Linked DNA regions of Mus musculus: regions 1 and 3 are each linked to region 2. A link is a contact called in public Hi-C and HiChIP or PLAC-seq data. All regions are on one chromosome and are shown on one strand. The core of a region is the stretch at or near the end of the contact, and the rest is flanking DNA. Distances in the headings are between cores, read along the strand shown.

Region 1 (2,759 bases), core at 115-2,614, 130 kb before region 2:
GTATTTGAGGAAGAGTGTGAATTTGAGGATGAAGGAGGCAAATGGAGACAGTGAGGCCCAGTTTAGGAAGGTACATGCCAAGGCTCAGTACTAGGAGAGAAGGAAACTGGACTGCCAGCAATGCAAGCAAGACAGACAAGACACGAGGTCAGAGAGATCATGTGGTTGCCATTTCTGCAGAGCAGGGTTTTCTTAGCTTTTCCACACATGAGCTCTTTTCACCAGAGACATTTTGATGGAACTCTTGGTGAAGAGGCAAATAACATAAATATATAAATCTAACATTCAGTGACAATAAGTCAAGAAGAAATGCAAAACAATGCATATATGTATATATATTATATACATTATATATAATTATATATATATTATATATATTATATATGCATATAATATATATATATAATTTTACCACTTATTAAAGAGTAATGTACATTTGCATACTAATGAGATGAGTATGTTTAGTTTTATGAGTCATGAAATCTTTCTGTATTTGGTGGCTTATCCAGAGGTTGGAGAGTCAAGAGTTCAGTCCCATCTTTGGCCATATAACTAATCTGAGGCAAATCTGTGGTACATAGAACCTTGTTTCAAAAGAAACGGTTGCCAGTTGCTGTGTGTCTATGTGCATAGGATTATCTAGAGATCTCAAGTAGCTGTGGGCTACTGCCCTGCAGCCACAAGAGCAGCAAGCAGGTTTAAGAGCCAAGCCATCTCTCTAGCCCCAAGATTCACACTGATTTTGGGCAAGATAGAAAGCAGTTAGAGTGGTCTCCAGAGGGGATGACTTGATTAAACTTTTTTTTTTCTAGAATACTTTAGCTTTACAGACCCAGGGTTACAGGGATGGGCAGGGGAAGAATATGCAGGTGGTTGTTTACGTTGCCAAACAAGAAATGATGCCGGCTTTGGCCTGGGTCTACATGGAAAGGATGCTGAAGGAGGTTAGCACAAAGATCTGTTTGGAAGATGGACACAGGTTTGGCTGACCTTCGAGAAGGGGCATGAGAAAGAGATGAGTCTGTGTTTTGGCCTGAGCAACTGGAAGGATGGAGTCACCACGGGCAGACACAGAAAAGAATGAAGAGTTTTTGCTAGGACTGGAAATCGAATGTTTGGTTTGGAATCTATACTTTTAGGGACATGGATTCATGACTTGTGGATCTATCAAACAGAACTTAGATGTTGGAATTTTGCCATAGACATAAATCCTGAAGAAGACAAAACAGAAAGCATGGTTATTCTTTATCAGTACAGAAACAACTTGACACTATCCAAACTGAGCCATCACTCCGTACACTTTCGCAGAACATTTTACAGGGCGGGTTCTGGCTGTCTGCAATCTTCCTGTGGTTGCTAAGATAAATAAACAGTATATGCATCCCTCTGGATGCCTTTGCTCTCATCTTGTTAGTATAATCCAAACTGGCCTTGCTGGACCACACCAAGAATGAGAAGCCTCCTGATTAAGGATTGCATTGTTTGTATTAACATCCAGTTGTTTTCTCTTGCGAATTTAAGATTGTGTAAAAGTCTCTGGTCCCTCAAGAGTTCACATCAGCAAAAGCATTGCTCGAACTTCCCTGAAGGCTGCTTGATAACTCAATGATGGTTTCACAGTCACGAATGGACAGTACTAAAAGAGAAAATAGCATATTCCTGAAAGTGCAGGCGATCTTAGTGGGGTTCAGGCATTAACTGTATAAGCATGTGTAACTGCAAAACCATAAAAATGTGTGAATTTCATAGCTGAAGCCATATCTCATGGGAAACTAAGAGGCACATTTAGACAATTAGGTTACATTAATCATTTGCTTATAAAGAACACATATGATCACTTGATCTGATAAAAAGAATGAGTAAAAAGAAGTCTTGAAAAAATTTATTTTTCTTTCTCTTTTCATACAGTGTGTAGGTGAGGGGTGAGAGGTGAACTCTTTCAATCTGAACATGTTTTTATGAAAGAAAATGGAAAGAAAGTCTCTGTCTGACAACTTAGTTAATTGTTTAATGAATCCACGTGTTTGGTGAGGAGTTAGAATGTTGCAGAAAGTATGCTGGATTTGAAGAAAACAAAGTGTCTTATGTCCTGATTTAAAAGATAAACTCAAAATATTACTTCTGCATTTTTCTCTCTTCCCTTCCCTTCCCTTCCCTTCCCTTCCCTTCCCTTCCCTTCCCTTCCCTTCCCTTCCCTTCCCTTCCCTTCCCTTCCCTTCCCTTCCCTCCCCTCCCCTCCCCTCCCCTCCCCTTCCTTTCTTCCTTTCTTCCTTCCTTCCTTCTTTCCTTTTCCTTTCTCTTTTCAGACAGGAATTTCATCATGTAGCAGAGGCTAATCTTGAACTTATGACCCTCGTGCATCAGCTTTCCTAGTGCTTAAATTGCAGGCACGGAAAACCACATCTGGCTACAACAATGTTTTTAAAATTAAGTTAAATAACAATATCTAAGAAGGTCCTAAGAGGAAATTAAAGTAAAAAAAAATATTGCATCATCACTGTAGATTAAATTTCCTGTGGCTGATCCCACTTCAGGACAGTCATCTGGAACACTGTAACAAATGCCAGGCCACCTACAAGTCAAAGGACAGCTTTCACTTGGAATCAGGAAATGACAAACAAATGCAGGACTCCAGATGTTTCCGGATGCTGCTTTTGTTTTTAAAAACTAAAACTTCTCACAACATCTGGATTGATAGGAATAGCTTTGAAAGTTATTCCTTCCTGGAGTCAGCAGCTCTCATTGGTGAGAGTTTTATT
Region 2 (2,730 bases), core at 15-2,514:
TATATTCCATAAGTATTATAAGTTGCTTATTAGGCTTCAACCTAAAAGTACAAAGATAGAGGCATAATTCAGTTACTATCTAATAGGCCTGGTTATGAAATCAACATGTAGGGTACAAAGGGGCCAAATAGAGAACCTAGGAAAACATTCCTTAAATTTATATTATTTTTATTAGTAATTAAATGTACTCAAGTCTATCAAAAGTGTAAAAATATGTCTCTTTAAAAATCACATAGTTATTATAAGACAAGCAGTAAATAACTAATCTAATTTATATCTCTGTTTTTGAAATTTCCATCCAGATAATAAGTAACTTAGAAATAATTTGTGTCGTTTTGCTTTTGTAATGAGTGCAAATTAATGCAGATGGGTGCACATTGGTGTGATCAATCAAGAATGTGAGATTTCTGGTGATATCGTGGGAACAGCAGACAAGAGGAGTGGAGTCAGGGTGTTTCTGCTCCAAATGTTTTTATCAGATCTCCATCTGAGGCTTACAAGGTTATGGAGAAGAACACACTTATCAAGAAATAGCATAAGGGAAGGGAACTGAAAATAAGTGGTTTCTAAAGCTCTTATAAATAATAACTCATACCAGAAAAGATATAAGGCAAAAAGGGGGAAATTTGAGAAAGTATTCTGAAAAATGTCAGGTTTGTGTGTGTGTGTGTTTCCATTTTAAATGACTCCTATTGTCAGTGTTCTCAAAGATGACAATTTTAATATAATCAGATGTTGTTGCAATATTTAGTATCCATGTGGAAATATCTATAACAAAAGGCATCTACAATCTATTACATCGTTTTCACACCATTATATATTTTGCCAAAGTTGGAAGATTAATTTCCAAAAAAAGGCCATTGAGGGTACCACAAAACAGGAAGTAAAGATTTGATTTTCAGAAGTAAAAACCTAAAGGAAGGAAATATTAGTATCTCAATAGTTATCAACAAGGGATGATGAGAGTGAACTGGGCTCACGTGTGAATGGGAATCTTTTGAATTTTGTTTTGCATAAGTTTGATTAAAGTGAATCTAACAACTATGCTGTTATAAAGCTGTATCATTAAAAAAAATAAGAGTGAGATTTTTTTTAGACCTGCCATGTGAAAAGAAAAATGTATGAAGCTCAAAGAAATAGCAACAAACGGGGGGCATTGAAACCAGTTCCAAAGATTTGAGAAACAAATTTTGGAAAACAGTAATTGTATTTCTGAGAAACATCGATGGGGCGAGGCCCACTGTGTTGATTGTAAGAACAGTAGTGACATCTTGTGGCACAGATGGACACATTTTACATTTGTACTATGGGCATGGAGGGTGATTGAGGTTACCTTGAAATTCTGTTTGTTTCCAGAACGAGAAAGTGTCTGAGAGGCTTTCTGGGAACAGAGAGCTCCTGACCCCAGGCCCACAGCTAGGGGACAACCAGGATGAAGACAAGGATGAAGAATCTACTCCCAGGCTGATCGATGGCTCTTCCCCACAGGAGCCAGAATTCCCGGGGCTTCTGGGTCCACACACCAACGAAGGTCAAATAAGTTATTACTCAATTAGAACCAAATACACATTGTCGCCTCTCAAAACTATCTAGTTTTAAGTCATTCCTCAAGGAATCTGCCTTGCATTGCAAAAGAAGTCATGAACTCTAAGGGAGAAATTAAGGGTGTTGTATTGCTAAGTAGTCATGTTGGCCATCAGTCTTGTAAATATTTATGCTTTTATCCATAGGTTGTTGCTGTTTCCAACCCTGGTCTGAGAAGTGTCTTATTAGAGTCTACTTCTGAGAGTAGACTCATTTTGTACAGAATGCTAATCATAAACACGGGCGAGTGCTCAGCCACAGATGGGACATCTACACTAATGCTTACCCACCACACCAAAGGGCTCAGAAAAGATCTTGAAATAGGGAACTCAAAACCATAGGTCTAGAAGGATGGGAAGGATGTTGCACCCGTAAACTCACAACCATTCTAGTTACTAACACTAGATCAAGACAGTTAAAATTCCAGCATGGGTGACAGAACGATCTCCCAAAACCCCACATCTACTAGGGAGGGAGCAATTAGCTTCTCAGTCCCTCAAGGGATAAATTTGCAACTGTGTATACGTGGGTTGTACTAACTCAACTCAGTGGGTCAAAATAAATAACAATAAATGAGGGCATATGAAGCTAGGGGGCAGATGAGATGGAAGATACTGAGGGAGTTATAGAGAGTAAGGGGTGTGCATGATGAGGATAGATGTATAAGTCTATGAAACCTTCAAAGAAGAAACAAACTTAAACAATCTTGCCAATTTTCAACTCCACTCCAAAAGGGAAGTAAATAAGCCAAAGACAAAAAAGTCAAGAATGTTGGAATACACTTTGAGTCATGGAGTTACTCCTGCATTTTGTCCTCAGACATAAGATAAGATTTTTATTATAATGCATCTTTGTCCTGCTGGAAAGAATCAAATAACCAAGGACTCAGGATGGAATTACTTGCCTGGCATCATTACTTGAAATCATTCTGGGCCATGTATTTTCAGGGCCCAGCACTGGATGAACTGATGGAAAGTCATCCCCTGAGATCAGTGCAGTCCAGTGCAGACGTGTAAGACATAGGGGATGCTGATTAGAATAAGGGCAACATGTTGTGCTGATTGGGTATTGGCTGTCTGTGGGCCACCAGAACAGCACACTGCAGCCTTCTTTCACCCCTTATAGTCTTTCTAGGGTGTTAATAAT
Region 3 (2,700 bases), core at 145-2,644, 190 kb before region 2:
TCTTGCCAACTTTATTCTACTTTTCTTTCCTATTTCTTTGCTTTCATCTCCTGTCTTATTCTACATTAGGCAATGACTGCTGCCACAATTTGTCCTGACTCACTAGAGTGAAGTTCAGTGTTGCTAAGAAACAAATCATCGATTAAGAAAGACAATGACTATAGTAACTGTGTTAGAGGGACTATGTGTGTTTTCTGGGAGTGAGGCAATGAGCAAGGAGTTATCGCATGTCAGAAGAAACTTATAAATACAAGCAACATTCAGAGGAGAAAGTCAATTAGTGCCAGAAGAAAGGGCATGTTCCTTACACCAATGTCAGCGAACACTTGGACTCAACAGAATCACTCAGCATGCTTCGACTCTGCAAGAATGGAGTGTGTGGAGGGAGAGGTTAAAAGACAGGCAGTTAGACTTGGGAAAGAAGTCAAAATAAGTCTAGCTACATCCTCCCCCTCCCTCAGATTCCCTCTCAAGAATTTAATTCCTTCCAGCTCCATAAAAATAAAAAAATATTTCCTGTCAAAGCATGCACTTAGGTGGGTAAAGGAAGGATAGGGGGAATCTCCTCCTTTTTCATAGATGGTGGCTTCAAGTCCCCACCTGATCAGAGCCTGGAGGCCTGAGCAGAAAAATGCGAGTCAGAACCTGGGAAGGCAAACAGAGCAACCCACAGCATCCAGAGATGGAATTATAAAATCTCCAAAAACTTTCTTCACTGCCTGAATAAACATGTTACTCAATTTGCACTTTCTTCTCCTCCCCCTGCCTATTTACTGAAATTTAAAAAGAGCCACAGAAAGTCCTAATTACATAAGGGACCCATCTATAAAAATTATTATTTTTTTCTTTACTTACAAACTAAATCTTATTGTAATCAGTGTCTAGTTTCTATGTGTTTTATTCAACAACAGCAGCAAAGAATAGACAGTAAGGAAGTTTTTGAAGCCGTAGGTAATGAAAATAATAAACAACATATTTTCCAGATTAAATTCTGGCTTTGTCCCAGAACACCATAGAAATGCATTCAAAATGCACAGAGAACTCCAGAGCACTTGAACTTCAGAGCCCAGGAGTAATTCTATGGAAGTCTAATTAGTCTTCTCTGCAGACCACATTTAAAAAAGCTTTAGGATTAATGCCATTCCATTTTCCAGACCCACACATCTCCAAAGCAAGGGGGAAAAAAGTCATTTCAGAAGGATAATAAATACTACTTACAAACAAGACTGGAAAGGGTGGAGACTGGAATGGGGTTGGGGGTGGGGAGACAAATTCTTCAGTTACAATCTTTTAGAAAAAAAAAAAAAAGACAAATTTCAAATCAAGTTGCTCCACTAGACTACAAAAGCAGTTTGGAATGCTGGGCGGATGCAAAGGGATAAAGCAAATGTGGAGGGGGAGGGAGAAGGGGGCCGATAAAGTTTCTGGCTACAATACAAGAGACGTATCATTACCATATGATCTAATGTGGGTGTCAGCTGGATGCGCTCACGCAGTGAAACCTTAGTTCTTAACTGTGCTATGGAGTAGAAGCAGGAGGTTTTCAACCCAGTGACAGTCACAGGGCAGCACCACCCCCTCCTCCTTCTTTCCACACCTGCAAACCCTTTTGCCTGGGCTGCATAGTTAGTGTTAATTACATCGCAGCTTTGAGGGCTCCTGTGGCAAATACCCGGATTAAAAGGTATGGCTTTCAATAATTGTCCTGAACTCTGCTACAGGCTAATAAAGCTTCTGTCAAGTGGAGGGCAGAAGAAAATATCTGGTGAGAAAAAGGAACGAGAAGGAAGCTGTGCTAAACTTTTAGTAATCTTTAGACAACGTTAGAAATGAATTGCTTGAAAACAGAAGTTAAGTACTCGGTAAAACAAACAAACAAAAAGGCAAAACTGTTTGAATGCATTGGTTTTGTGCTCTTGCTTCTGTTCTTGCAAATATGCTTATTAAAAACTTGTAACCTAACACCATGACTTGTCTATATTGGTAGTTTTGTGTTTGTACTGATGAAATGCTTTGCTCTTTATAAACTGTCAGCAGAAAAGCATTCGTAACTAGCATATTGCTTGTGCCTAAATTAGGTATTTAAGGGTTTCTTCTCGTGCTGTGTTCTTGCATACTTCACAATCTTTAAAACATCAGCAAGACAAGTCTCTGGCTGTAGAAATATAATGCCTACTTCTGCAACACCAGAAATGAATAGGAATTATTACCAGAAAGGTGAAAAGGAACACAGGAAATATTTATGATGTTAAAGATCTGAGATAATACAGCTGCAGAGCTCTTTGGTTATAAATGTTTCTGTCAATATTTTCGATGCAAATTAACCTTTCTTATGAGGTGCATTCACTATGAGGTGAGGGTGGGGGTTGATTCTCATTTTAACTTAAAGCAGAGTAAGCAGAGGACCACTGGTTACGTGTGCCCCAGTGTGTGACTCCAGTGATCTCTGTGCCTGTGGCTTTTTCTTCCTGCAGCTGCTTATTTTAGCAGACCTCTCCAAAAGAAACATAGGTTTTATTGTAGTTCTTGTTTGTGGACAAATGTATTTTTATTGCTTGTATTTTAATTATTCCTATTGTTACTGAAGTTTTAAATTCACCTTAAAATGAGGGATTTACAGATTCACTTCATACATACGTGTTAAGTTTTAACTCTGAAACACCTAACAACAGTATAAGTATGTTTATACAAAAGTTAACC

Evidence for each region. Hi-C and Micro-C count contacts between places; a contact is called where the count stands out from the background. HiChIP or PLAC-seq counts read pairs in DNA pulled down with a chosen protein or histone mark.
Region 1: an H3K27ac HiChIP or PLAC-seq map of heart atrium shows a contact between it and region 2, with 5 read pairs. The contact joins two enhancer-like sites. A contact is called at or near these places in 4 of 39 promoter capture datasets (the 3T3-L1 cell line, frontonasal cranial neural crest, hippocampal neurons and 1 more), 1 of 484 Hi-C or Micro-C datasets (embryonic fibroblasts) and 3 of 115 datasets of contacts at active chromatin or transcription factors (fibro-adipogenic progenitors, heart atrium and vascular smooth muscle cells).
Region 3: a Hi-C map of uterus shows a contact between it and region 2, with 4 times the contacts expected there. The contact joins the promoter of Dcn here to the enhancer-like site in region 2. A contact is called at or near these places in 8 of 39 promoter capture datasets (the 3T3-L1 cell line, HPC-7-derived erythroid cells, cancer-associated fibroblasts and 5 more), 7 of 484 Hi-C or Micro-C datasets (embryonic fibroblasts, palatal mesenchyme, uterus and 1 more), 2 of 115 datasets of contacts at active chromatin or transcription factors (fibro-adipogenic progenitors and heart atrium) and 2 of 9 other capture datasets (adipose tissue and pancreatic islet).

What each region holds. Positions count from the first base shown.
Region 1 is chr10:97,534,532-97,537,290 of GRCm38.p6, forward strand. No RefSeq gene overlaps it. Among named protein-coding and RNA genes, the nearest start is that of Lum, 30 kb to the right of the region's middle. Within about 2 kb of position 1,365, at least 15 of the 459 cell types and tissues checked have an H3K27ac peak or open chromatin away from gene starts, as enhancers often do. A contact at or near this core is called in heart atrium, where this site is marked.
Region 2 is chr10:97,669,142-97,671,871 of GRCm38.p6, forward strand. It overlaps Epyc (epiphycan), which reads left to right. Exons shown (of 7, transcript NM_001379456.1): 3 at 1,357-1,531. Among named protein-coding and RNA genes, the nearest start is that of Ccer1, 23 kb to the right of the region's middle. Within about 2 kb of position 1,265, at least 9 of the 459 cell types and tissues checked have an H3K27ac peak or open chromatin away from gene starts, as enhancers often do. A contact at or near this core is called in adipose tissue, heart atrium and uterus, where this site is marked.
Region 3 is chr10:97,478,106-97,480,805 of GRCm38.p6, forward strand. It overlaps Dcn (decorin), which reads left to right and starts at 1,395. Exons shown (of 8, transcript NM_001190451.2): 1 at 1,395-1,684.